4 separate regions of the Rattus norvegicus genome follow, and all the other regions are linked to region 1. Evidence: chromatin contacts called from public Hi-C data. All regions are on one chromosome and are shown on one strand. The core of a region is the stretch at or near the end of the contact, and the rest is flanking DNA. Distances in the headings are between cores, read along the strand shown. Region 1 holds the start of Plk2 (polo-like kinase 2). Region 2 has its middle 140 kb from the start of Plk2. Region 3 has its middle 180 kb from the start of Plk2. Region 4 has its middle 240 kb from the start of Plk2.

What was found. A called contact is a pair of places that touch in the nucleus more often than the background predicts.
Region 2: a contact with region 1 is called in a Hi-C map of liver, with 2.8 times the contacts expected there. The contact joins the enhancer-like site here to the promoter of Plk2 in region 1. A contact is called at or near these places in 2 of 12 Hi-C or Micro-C datasets (liver and psoas muscle).
Region 3: a Hi-C map of kidney shows a contact between it and region 1, with 4 times the contacts expected there. The contact joins the enhancer-like site here to the promoter of Plk2 in region 1. A contact is called at or near these places in 5 of 12 Hi-C or Micro-C datasets (Schwann cells, kidney, liver and 2 more).
Region 4: a contact with region 1 is called in a Hi-C map of prefrontal cortex, with 6 times the contacts expected there. The contact joins the enhancer-like site here to the promoter of Plk2 in region 1. A contact is called at or near these places in 2 of 12 Hi-C or Micro-C datasets (frontal cortex and prefrontal cortex) and 1 of 1 datasets of contacts at active chromatin or transcription factors (oligodendrocytes).

Annotation. Positions count from the first base shown.
Region 1 is chr2:43,701,243-43,703,942 of GRCr8, reverse strand. It overlaps Plk2 (polo-like kinase 2), which reads right to left and starts at 1,407. Exons shown (of 14, transcript NM_031821.2): 1 at 1,019-1,407; 2 at 318-425; 3 at 55-171. The coding sequence starts at 1,279.
Region 2 is chr2:43,842,381-43,845,080 of GRCr8, reverse strand. No RefSeq gene overlaps it. Among named protein-coding and RNA genes, the nearest start is that of Plk2, 140 kb to the right of the region's middle. Within about 2 kb of position 1,405, at least 1 of the 93 cell types and tissues checked has an H3K27ac peak or open chromatin away from gene starts, as enhancers often do. A contact at or near this core is called in liver, where this site is marked.
Region 3 is chr2:43,880,028-43,882,727 of GRCr8, reverse strand. No RefSeq gene overlaps it. Among named protein-coding and RNA genes, the nearest start is that of Plk2, 180 kb to the right of the region's middle. Within about 2 kb of position 1,322, at least 10 of the 93 cell types and tissues checked have an H3K27ac peak or open chromatin away from gene starts, as enhancers often do.
Region 4 is chr2:43,938,756-43,941,455 of GRCr8, reverse strand. No RefSeq gene overlaps it. Among named protein-coding and RNA genes, the nearest start is that of Plk2, 240 kb to the right of the region's middle. Within about 2 kb of position 1,310, at least 41 of the 93 cell types and tissues checked have an H3K27ac peak or open chromatin away from gene starts, as enhancers often do. A contact at or near this core is called in prefrontal cortex, where this site is marked.

The sequences.
Region 1 (2,700 bases), core at 158-2,657:
ATACCACCCGGGCTTTCTGTTAGCAAGCGCACTGACCCAGGAGTTAACACTCACCCTTCTACTGCAGTACTCCAAGAGGATGTAAATGTTTTCTTTGTCTTCAAAGTAGTGGTAAAACTGCACTACATGCTTATGGTGCAGGATTCTGTGAAGCTCAATTTCTTTGTCGATCTAAGGAAAAAAAAAGCAAGATAAGGCTTATTAGCCTCTCGTCTTGTCTGGAGAGACAGTGCTTACACATTCAGAAGACATTTTTCTAACAGGGTAGGGCCATCCCTGCACACAAAGAAAATACTTTACTCAACAGTCATACGCACCTTTTCCCTTTGATGAGGTTTAGCTACTCTGCTGTGAGGGATAATTTTTGCAGCGTAGACTTTGTTGTTTGTCAGATCTGTCATTTCGTAACACTTTGCAAATCCACCCTGGGAGGAAACAAAGGCGAGATGGAATTGAGCATGACAAAAAGAAAAAAGAAAAAAAAAAAGAAAAAAGAAAAAAAAAACCCGAAGGACCAACGTTTAAAATAAGTGATTATCAAGAAAAAAAATGGGGGGCGGGAGCAAAAAATTGAGGAACAGAGAGGGTGGGCAGAGCGAAACAATCTGCTTTGTAAAATGGTTTTTCAGGAAGGGAAAGGCATTCCTGGAAACCAGTCCAGTTTTCTCGTTTCCCCTTTACAACGAACTCTAAGGAGAAGGGAATGGAAGGGAGAAAGGGTGGAAAAATGCCCTCTGAAGAAATTTGACAGGCTAGCTCCCCCGGGATCAGGTAGTGAGAGCCCGGGTCAAGGTAGAACGTCCTGAGTCCTCCTTCGTAGACTGGGAGGAAAACAGACTGAGGATGCACACCGGATCCCCAGCGCTCAGAAGCCCAGGAGGGCAGGAGTGGGACCTATGTCGCTCAGGGAACTAGACAGCTGAAGGAGCGAGAAAAGCGGGCGCTGAGTCCCGGCTCGCTCAGCTTGCCCGGGCAGCCCGCCCTCCCGCCCCGCAGCCTGGCGCCCGCGGCTCCTCACCTTGCCCAGCACTTTGCCCCGGCAGTAGCGCTTCCCCGTCGTGGGGTCGACTATAATCCGCGAGATCTCGGGTCCGGAGTGAGAATGGTGATGATGGTGGTGTGGGGCCGCCGGGGTCACCTGGGCTTGGGACTGCCCGTCTTCAGAAGGCTGCTGCGGTCGCTTCTTCTTTGAGTCCCCGCCGCAAGCTTTGCCCAGCGCCTGCTCGCACATCTTGGTGCCGGCGGCCGGCTGGTAGGTGATAGTCCGCAGGAGCTCCATCGTTGCCTCGCTACCCGACACTACCTACTGCCACCTCCGAGGCGCGGACACGCGTCCGGTCTAGCCCTGTCCCTCGAGCCCCAATCGCTCTCCCTACTCTCTAGTCCGACGTCCGGCTCCTCTTCTGCGAGCGAGAGCCAGCAGCGAAGCTTTAAATACGCGCCTGCTGGGTGGGGCGGGGCCTCGTGACGTCACGAAGAGGGCTCCACCCACCCGCCCTGGAGTGCGCACTGTGGATAGATGCGGGGTAGCTGCGTGGCTATCGCGGGCTTTGGCCTGGCTTGGAGGCGGCGGTACGCAAAGCTCCCGCGTTTCGTCGAGTGCCCTTACTTTGGGCGTAGAAAACAGAAACTCAAGGGCGAACGCCCTGTCTCGGTTCTGGCCCGGTGGGGATGCGGGGTAGCAGCCAGGCGAGAGGCAAGGTTGGCACTGCCCTCCTGACAGCCGTGCAACCCGACACGGGTGTCATCCAGCGAGCCACTCGTGGCTGCACAGGGAGACACGAAGCGCTTGGGGACCTCGGCCACCTCCACCTAGACTCCAGTCTAGGACCCCGTGGACGGGGAGGCTCAGTGGCTGGCCCCGCGGAACCCGGCACCAGGCAGACTCAGAGCAGCTGAGGAACGAGGTGCAATCCTGGTCGGAGATCCGGGTGACCTGCTGTGGCGTGGGAAGTATCTGAGCTCCCTGCAGCCTCTTCCTTTCGCCTGATAAGTGACCCCTGTCAGAGGCCAGGCTCTTAACCTTGGAGAGGAGCGAGGACTTGACGCCCGGCGAAGGTTTGGTACGCAACAAGTCTAAGCAAGATCGCCATCCTGTGGAATTTTTCAGAAAAACGATTAACGGTCTGAGTGGGCCGAGGTTCGTTAGCAGCAACTTGAGCTTCAACAGTAACGCTAAACGTGTTCTGTTGCTAATTATGATTTTACAGTTGAAGTCATCTATGACTTCTTGTTCCAACTAGGTGATTCAGATTGCGTGGATCTCATGTCACTAAGCGATGTCACCGCCCTGGTACAGAGTCAATCCAAGGTCCCACTGTGGGGTAAAGCAGAAAATGAAGGCAGCTGAGCTAAAGTGTGGCTGTCAACAAGCTCGATTTTACTGTTCATTTCTAATAACTCAGAGACTTATCCTTCTTTCTTCCAACGGCAGTGGTGCCAGCGCTTCTGGAGTACTGTTCACTGGGGAATTAAACTCTGGTAGCTATTTCGAAATGTCTCTATCATCTTAATACAATCCCGAATCAGAAATACGGCCATATTAGAGGAGGGAAAAATATTTTCCTTCTACCCTTCTAAATTATCGCTGTGGTTCCTCAAACAGGGCAGAGTAAGTGCAGAAACATAAGCTTATTCCTTCACAGCGAAACGAGTACCCTCCGACGTGGCTTGGAATTGAGCTTTGAATGCCATCGGAGG
Region 2 (2,700 bases), core at 156-2,655, 140 kb before region 1:
TGGGGTTTCTACATGGTACCTAGAACAAAACCGAGCTCAGAAGGGAAGTCTAGTCTCTCATGTATGGAATCCACTGCTGCTCAGAGAGAAGCTGGAAACAGAACAGTGCTTACCGGAGAAGGAGAGAGGGCTCACTGTACAAACATTACTCAGAGAGCTCTAAGCTACAGCTGAAAGTAAGACTATCTGGTGGACATTCACACAGGCATATGACTGAGATCACAGTGATAAAAGCCAATGAAGGGATTCTGAATTTTTTTTTCATCATGAAGAAATAACAAATGTTTGTGGAGTTATAGAGCTCCAGCCTGATTTAAGCATTGTAGAATACATCCACATATTGTACAGAGAACCCTGATCGTCATTTATGTAAGTTAAAAATAATAGAAAAATTAAATATTTCTTATCTTTCTCTCAACTGCAAAGGCCTTCTTAGGCATGCTCCTCCTTTTCAACTTAATGATATTCAGATTCCTTTGAGGTGGGAAAAATAACAATTTACCCACTAATTACTTCCTCCTTGGTGGATCTGAGGCTCAAAAATTAGTGAGGTTTACTGTACCTGGAAAGACCTTGGTTATAAATGTGCCATAAAAAACAGCATTCATAAAACAATTTTGGGTTACTTAAGGATTTTGTGCAGGGCTAGAGAATCAAATGGGAGCTACGTAGTAACTACGTACAAAACCCATTACAGAGCTCACACAATGCAGACCCCCATCTCACTCCCCAACACCACGTGATGTTCTGATCTGAAGAGATACTTGCTCTAGTCCTTGTGCTGTCAGCTCTGAACCACAGAGTCACCTGTCAGCTTGCATTCCAGAGTGCAATGTAAGTCACGGGATTTACCTCTCCTAGTACTTCTAGTCCCTATCTGGAGATAAGGTTGGGTCTGATGGGCTGGGTCAGTGACCTATTGCTCAGTTTCAAAAAATAAATAAATGAATAAGGAACCCTCTAGTTGGTGTTTTCTGTGATAAAGGACAGAAAGTTACACAACAGAGACTTTTTAAACACTGTCATTCAGACACAAGCAGGGGATTTGCTTTTAGTGTTTAAAACTGACTAGGAACTTTGAAGTATTCTCCTATCATAGTTATTAGATCCTGGTTAAGAGACATTCTTTAAGATGATACTATGTTGATGTTTTTCCGAGGGGTGTCCAGCAAATTCTCCCCTGCCCAAAACAAGGAAGTTAATGGAAATGGGGCCTAGACAGGGTCAGAACATTGCTGGGTAGTCAGAACCAGAACTCTAGGGGCAAGAAGCCTCATACGGAACATGGAGGATCCAAAGTAGAAGCTCAGAGGTTTTTGTTTGTTTGCTTGGCTTAGTTTGGTTTGGTTTGTTAAGTGAAATGCTCTTGCAACATCTGGGAGAAAGGTGACGAGAACAAGCAGGCACCTGGTGATTCCTTCCCTGGGGTGAAACCCTATGAGGAAATTACTTTGGTTATAATGAATCTTGGGCCATCTAGGAGCTGGGAGGCAAAATGTGGCAATTCTACTCTAAACCAAATTTTCAAGACATTCCATCACAACCTGCAGAAGGAAGAAGCAAGCCTATGAGTCTCCACGCGACTACGACAGAACGAAAGGAACCAGCTCTAGGGCAAGACAAGAAGGGACAGCAGAGAGCAAAACATTAAAAACAGAATTCAGCAGAGTGAAGAAACAACAAATTTGTTCACCCTACGTAGATGGTAGACATGGGAACTGTAGGAAGAAAGCTGGAATGACTGTCGTATTAGGAAAAAGAAGACAAATACAAAAAATAATTGACAACAGTACACTTTCAAAATGAACATGTCAGAAACCCTCAGGTTTCTAAATCTGAAGATATATTTGTTGAAAATTTTAAATGAATATGTCAAGAGGAAAGGATCAAAATTGAATAAAGTTAATAGACAGAAATATATATATATTTGAATTTGTTATGTAAAATAGATACCAAAAAGTAGGTTAAAAGCAATGAAAGTGACATTATAATTCAGAGGAAATTAAATATAACTACAACTAATTAGGACCTCGAGAGGAAAGAAGAGAGGTAATAGAAAGATGGTGATGGTCATGTAAACTATAAAGGTTTGGTCAGAATATATTTTCTCAACTGATGAAGCACAACTTATTGAAAAAGGGAAAAGGAAATTTTATCTGTAGATATATTCTGGTGAACTGAAGAGCATATTATATAAAAGAGGATATTTTAAGGCAGACAGACAACACAAAAGGATAGGATAAGTACAGAATTCATAAAAGATCTAGAAGGCAGGAGTGATGAGATAATTATTAGGAAGGCGAACATTCAGCTTCAACTTAGAACTGTGTGTTGGGAATGAAGACGAACTGTGATGTTTACAGATAATGGAAAGTAGAGCAAAAGACTCACAAGACAGTAGCTGCAAGGGAAGCTTTCAAGGAAGTACTTTAAGAAAAACCAGTGATGCCAGTTCCTACCTGCTCAGAGAGCTGAAAACCAGACGCCAGGAGCACCTACACACCTGAGAGCAGAGGTAAGACCAACTTTTCTGCTACAAGTGACCTGCCTCGTGGACTCAGGAAACACAAAGGCAGAAGTCCTCTTGGACAGAGCACTTCTGGTTTCTGGCTGTGCCCAGAAACCGGAACTGATCCCATCCCACAGCACCCTGCTCCCAAGTCCCATGGGGAAGAGAGCTGAACACCCAGAAGTGCGGAC
Region 3 (2,700 bases), core at 73-2,572, 180 kb before region 1:
TTGTTGTTCAGAGCTCTTCCCCTCTGGGCCAGCTCTCCTGACAGCACCTGCTGGGTGACTGAGGAGAAAAGGTCATGAGAAAGTAAACAGCTCCACAACCATTTCCTGAGCCATCCTGATCTTGTCCTTCAAGATGGATGGCAGTCTGCAGCTGAACCTGTTATTAATAGCACACAGACGTAACTGGGTGGCACCCGTGAGCCTCGGCATAGGGCATGGTTTGATTATCTGATGTTGGTCCTGCTCAGAAGCTGATGCCCGCACTGGGGCTAGGCTTACTCTCTTAGACTCCCTGCCCCAGACTCTCATCTCTGGCTGTCTTTCTTTCCTTGCAGTCAGGTAAGAATCTGTCCAGGTTGACATTCTGTTATTTGTATTGGAGAAAGCACTGTATTAAGCTGATTTTAGACTGGATTTGGTTTAACACAGTTTTTCAAATCACATTCAACCTTGTTTGAGGGGGATTCAATCTGGGGTGTATCCTTCACTGTTGGACTCTCATCAACATGGAATCCTTAGACAGGTATATGATTGTTTCAATCTATATCTGACCAAAGGGCCAAGTTTGTGAAAACACTATTTCCTTCTAAGTTCACCACCAGGGACATTGAAACAAATCCATATGTAGCCTTCTCTGATCATCCAAAGATTTCTTGTAAATTCATGAGCCATGACAAAGCCCAGAAGAACAGATATAATCCATGTGATACCATATTCCAGAAAATGCCAAAGGATTGTTTTAAAAGGTAGTATTTGATGGTGATGTTATGATTTTTCTTTTTCTTTTCCCATCAATTACAGGCTGTAAGAAAATCTACAAAGTGTCTCCAAAAGAAATGCTAAGTCACACACACACACACACACACACACACACACACACACACACACACACACACCCCTGTGGTAACTTGTTTTACTTGTTGGAGTCCTAATAGCAAAGATTATATCTTCCCATTCTTCTGATGAGGACTTTGAGGAAGTTGGTGTAGCTGTCAACAACATGGTGTGTGTGTGTGTGTGTGTGTGTGTGTGTGTGTGTGTGTGTGTGTGTATGTGTTGAATATCTTGCACACATTTAGACAGGTGCATATTTAGAAGCTTGAATGAAGGACAGAGGGCATCCCTGTGTCTCAGACTTTCCAACTGTGCTGCCCTTGTATATAAGGGAAGGGCTAGCCCAGAATTAAGATCTGCCTGGGGAGGGTAGGAAGATGAGGGAGTCCCCACCCTGTGACCTTATCAGCTGCCTTCAACCTGTGAGAACGGTTATTCCCAGTCCTATTGTTCAGCACTTCCTGATCCTGCTTGCTCCCTCTGACTCACCACACATGAAATCATAGCTAAGAAAGCTTCAAAGGGACTGTGGAAATCCTTAGACACACACTGTTCAAATGATGAATAGTGTCGACCATAGAGGGACTAAACAGAGCCATGTTTATCATGAGTTGTGCTATGTGAAGACATAGTCTCCAAATAGAGGCCAGGGTCTGGGGAAGCTTCTACTTCTCTTGGGTCTAGACCCAACTATCTCTTCAGTTCTGCATAGGTGTAATGCTCTAGCAGAAATGAGTCTCTTGTTCTTCTTTGTATGTGGTGTGATTTTGAGCTTTTTCCTCTAAATTTCACTGTCATTTGTTCAATCTGTCTTTTTCTGCCATGTTTCCTGACATAGCCCATTACTGGAAACCTGCTGAAATACTGAGTTTTAGGCAAGAACTGTCCTTGACATCACATAATAAATTTAGCCATGCTTCCTGTCTCTTAAAGGGGTATTCAAATCCACTGTATCCACTTCTAGAGTACCATGCTGACATGCTCCTCCCAACTCAAAGCATTAGGCACTTACTTTTTGGCAGGAGCAGAGGACAGGTTGAAAGAGTCTGGCTTTGCATCCAACCAGCTTACATTCACTGGGTAACTTAGCTGACTTTGAATTCACTACATAGCCCAGGTTGTTCTCAAGTTCATGTTCCTTTGGTCTTAGCCTCTCATCTTTAGTAGAAATATTTTAATTTCCTAGAAAATAGTTAGGGTTTAAACTGAGCATTGAGACTGGAGGAACACATTGTTTAAACTAGAGAGGCTCAGAAACACCCAGACTCTACCTACCCAGTTTGTAAGATCAGCCAAAAACCAAATGCTAGCTCATTGCTTGTTCTTTTTATCTTGTTCATAAAGGAGGCAGGGGATTCCCAGATCACACTGACAAATAAACTTACTGGACAGGGCCCTCATGGGCCCCACCCCTCCCTGAGGGACAATGACAATTAAAGGTTTCTGGGGAGAAGGTGTCATTTTCTCCAGTGGTGAAGCCAGTGATGAGTCAGTCTTTGCTCTGGTAAACAGTCAGCCATGCTCAGGGTAGAAACTGATTAGACTCAATGGAGGACACACAGAAAGAAGAGTTGAAAGTGGGAGGGCACTAGATGGGGGGGAAGGGGGAGGAGAAAGGGAGGAGGGGGAAGGTGGGAGTGGGATCCACTATGAGATAGACAGGGATGGGAAAAGGGCAAGGAGAAGAAGCAATATGAAGTTAGGGAAATTCATTATATAAATGAATGAAACTGTCAAACAATTTAAAAGAAGACTATGTCCCCAGTAGAAGATTAACAACATCTTTATTCCTTGGGTTTTATTTCCCTGATGTTTCGGATAAACTGAAGAAGTACCCAAGCCCACTTTTGAAGACCTGAGTTTCAA
Region 4 (2,700 bases), core at 61-2,560, 240 kb before region 1:
GGACTGTGAGGGCCATGGAACTGGGAAATAACAACAAAATGTAAATGTATGAAGAAGTTTTATATTTTATTTTATATTTTATTATATATAATCAATTATATTTAATTACACATTTTATATTATATATTCATAATATACTATATAAAACATATATCTAAATATGTGTTTAATTATATATTAATTATACATTAAAATAATATATTTTATATTTGATTATAAAATAAAATCTATATTTAAAAAAAGATTTTAAATCTATATTTAAAAGTATAACTTTCAAATTTGAAAGAGACTTTAGAGGTTATCCAATCTAGTCTGATTCTCTAATGAGGATTTTTTTTTTAGTTTCCTGAATAGATCCTGATTGTGAGAGAACCACCACTAAGACCCACTTGATCAGACCATTCTGTTACATTACCTTTTGTTACACATGAAAACCTTCCCAGGCCTGACAGAATCTCACTGAGGAATGCCCGGTGGCTCTCACCTTGGAGAAAGAATACTTTCCATTATCTGTGTGGGCTACATTTCTCTCCAGACCCTCCTAGCATCCTTGTAGCCATAGAGATAAAACTACTGGCATTTATATACAGCAATACCTAGCATCCCGGCATTGGTAGGTTCTCAATAAATGCATGATAATAGGTAGGAATAAGAGAAAGATAATTTGCATTTGTTTGGGATCCATGAATATGTTCATGCATATTCACTAATCAGGATGAGTTAGCCTTATATAACAGAGAACCCTAGTGTTTCCATGGTAATCTTCCATTTACCAGCAGCAATGGGTTGAATCCTCATCCCCCAAAACCTTCTAACAATTCTCCAAAGTTTAGTCTGCTACAATCTCTTTCTCCTCTGACCTAGAACCAGGGGCTTAGTTTAAGTGTCCAAACAGAATTGACAGAGGGCTGCCTTCCCCTTTCCACCTTACCTATACTTCTTCATTTCTTTTCCATGCTTCAATGTGTCACTGGCAACCTGTTAGTAATGCTGCAGGTGTCCTGGTTCTGAAGACACAGCAGCGTTTGGCCATGCACACAAGGAGTACATTCAGGGCCACCACTCTATATGACAGTTCAGACAAAGGGCATGGGACATGTGTCAGGGCAGCCATCTCTACTGATGCAGTCCACAGGAGCCTTTGTAATTGTGTCTGTGCAAAGAAACAGTTTGGCTGGCATCGAGCTTGCTATAATTCTCTGATCCTGTGTCAACCCCCCCACTTCTGCTCTCCCTCCTCCTCAGCAGCCTCCTCCTCCATGCCACTGGTGCATTCATGCGTCATTTGCAACCTCTCACCGTGGCTGGAACATCTCCGCGTCTATGAATAGATTTAACAGCCTCCTTCACGCTTCCTCTTAGGGCTGGACTGACTCAGCTACCCTGAGAACAGAGAGCACTTTGATTGACAGCCGGCTTTACCATCCTCTGTTTCCACAATGTGAGGCAGGAAAGAGAATATGGCTTACAAGAAACCCTCCCGAAATAATAAATCCAGCCCAGCGAAAGAACAGAGAAACAAAAAGAAACACTGTTCCAGCTAGGACGCCGGAGTAGGTGGTTGTAGATAAAATGATAATTTAGGATATGAAATTCACGATTTGAAAAAAAAAAGATTTGGCTTTGATCTAGAGATTAGAAATTGCTTCCCCTGAGAAAAGATACTTACAGATGCAATTTGCAAAGTAGCCAGGCAGAGGGAAACAGGATTCACAGCAGGCAAATCCAGGTCACCTGGGCTTACGTGATGAATACTTATTGTGTAGCACACTGAATTCACAGCTACTACCTTTAATTAGTAACAAGAACACAGTCAGTCATGGCAGCAGGCAGCTGCAGAACCTGCCGCTGGCCCTCAGAGGACCGGGACCATGTCTGGCTCTGGAGGACACAGCTGCTTTTCAAACCCTGAATGTGTGGGAACAAACCCGGCTTGAGATTTCTGTAGTCGGAAACCAACCAGGGAGGTTTTTCCAGAAAGAGATAAGTTCATGACTGTTTATTAATAGGACACTAGATTCACCCGATAGAAATGTTTGGTAGTGACTGCTTAATTGTTCTCAGGCAGTAATTACTGCAATTAAGAACCTGCAACATTGCAAAACCTCGTCTAGACTAGTATTAAAAAGAACCTGTTGGTGATTGCTTTTTGCTGGAGAGAACAGATAAACAGTGTACCTGTGAGTTGCACTCAAGTGTTTACAAGGAATCCATCCTCCGGGTCTTCTCCCCGACTAACAGCCTTGAACTTGAGGTATTCTGGGTAGCACAATCACCATGCAAGTGCATACAATGATCCCTTTATTAACCCATATCTCCAACATGTGCTACCTACCCTATTAAAAAATAAGGTGGCCATTCCCCCAGGAATGACTCCTAATAGTTTGGAAGCAAGTTGTTTCCTTCATCTGGAGATCCTACTTGGAAGCAAACTGAAATGAGAAAAGAGACAGTAGGGCTCAGAAGAATAGCAGGAAAGACCCTCATCTCCAAAGACAGTGCAAAGCCCAGCAAGCTCCCTGAGGAGGTGGTACCTCTTAAGAAGTCTCATCTGGGGGTTGGGGATTTAGCTCAGTGGTAGAGTGCTTGCCTAGCAAGCTCAAGGCCCTGGGTTCGGTTCTCAGCTCCGGAAAAAAAGAAAGAAAGAAAGAAAGAAAGGAAGGAAGGAAGGAAGGAAGGAAGGAAGGAAGGAAGGAAGAA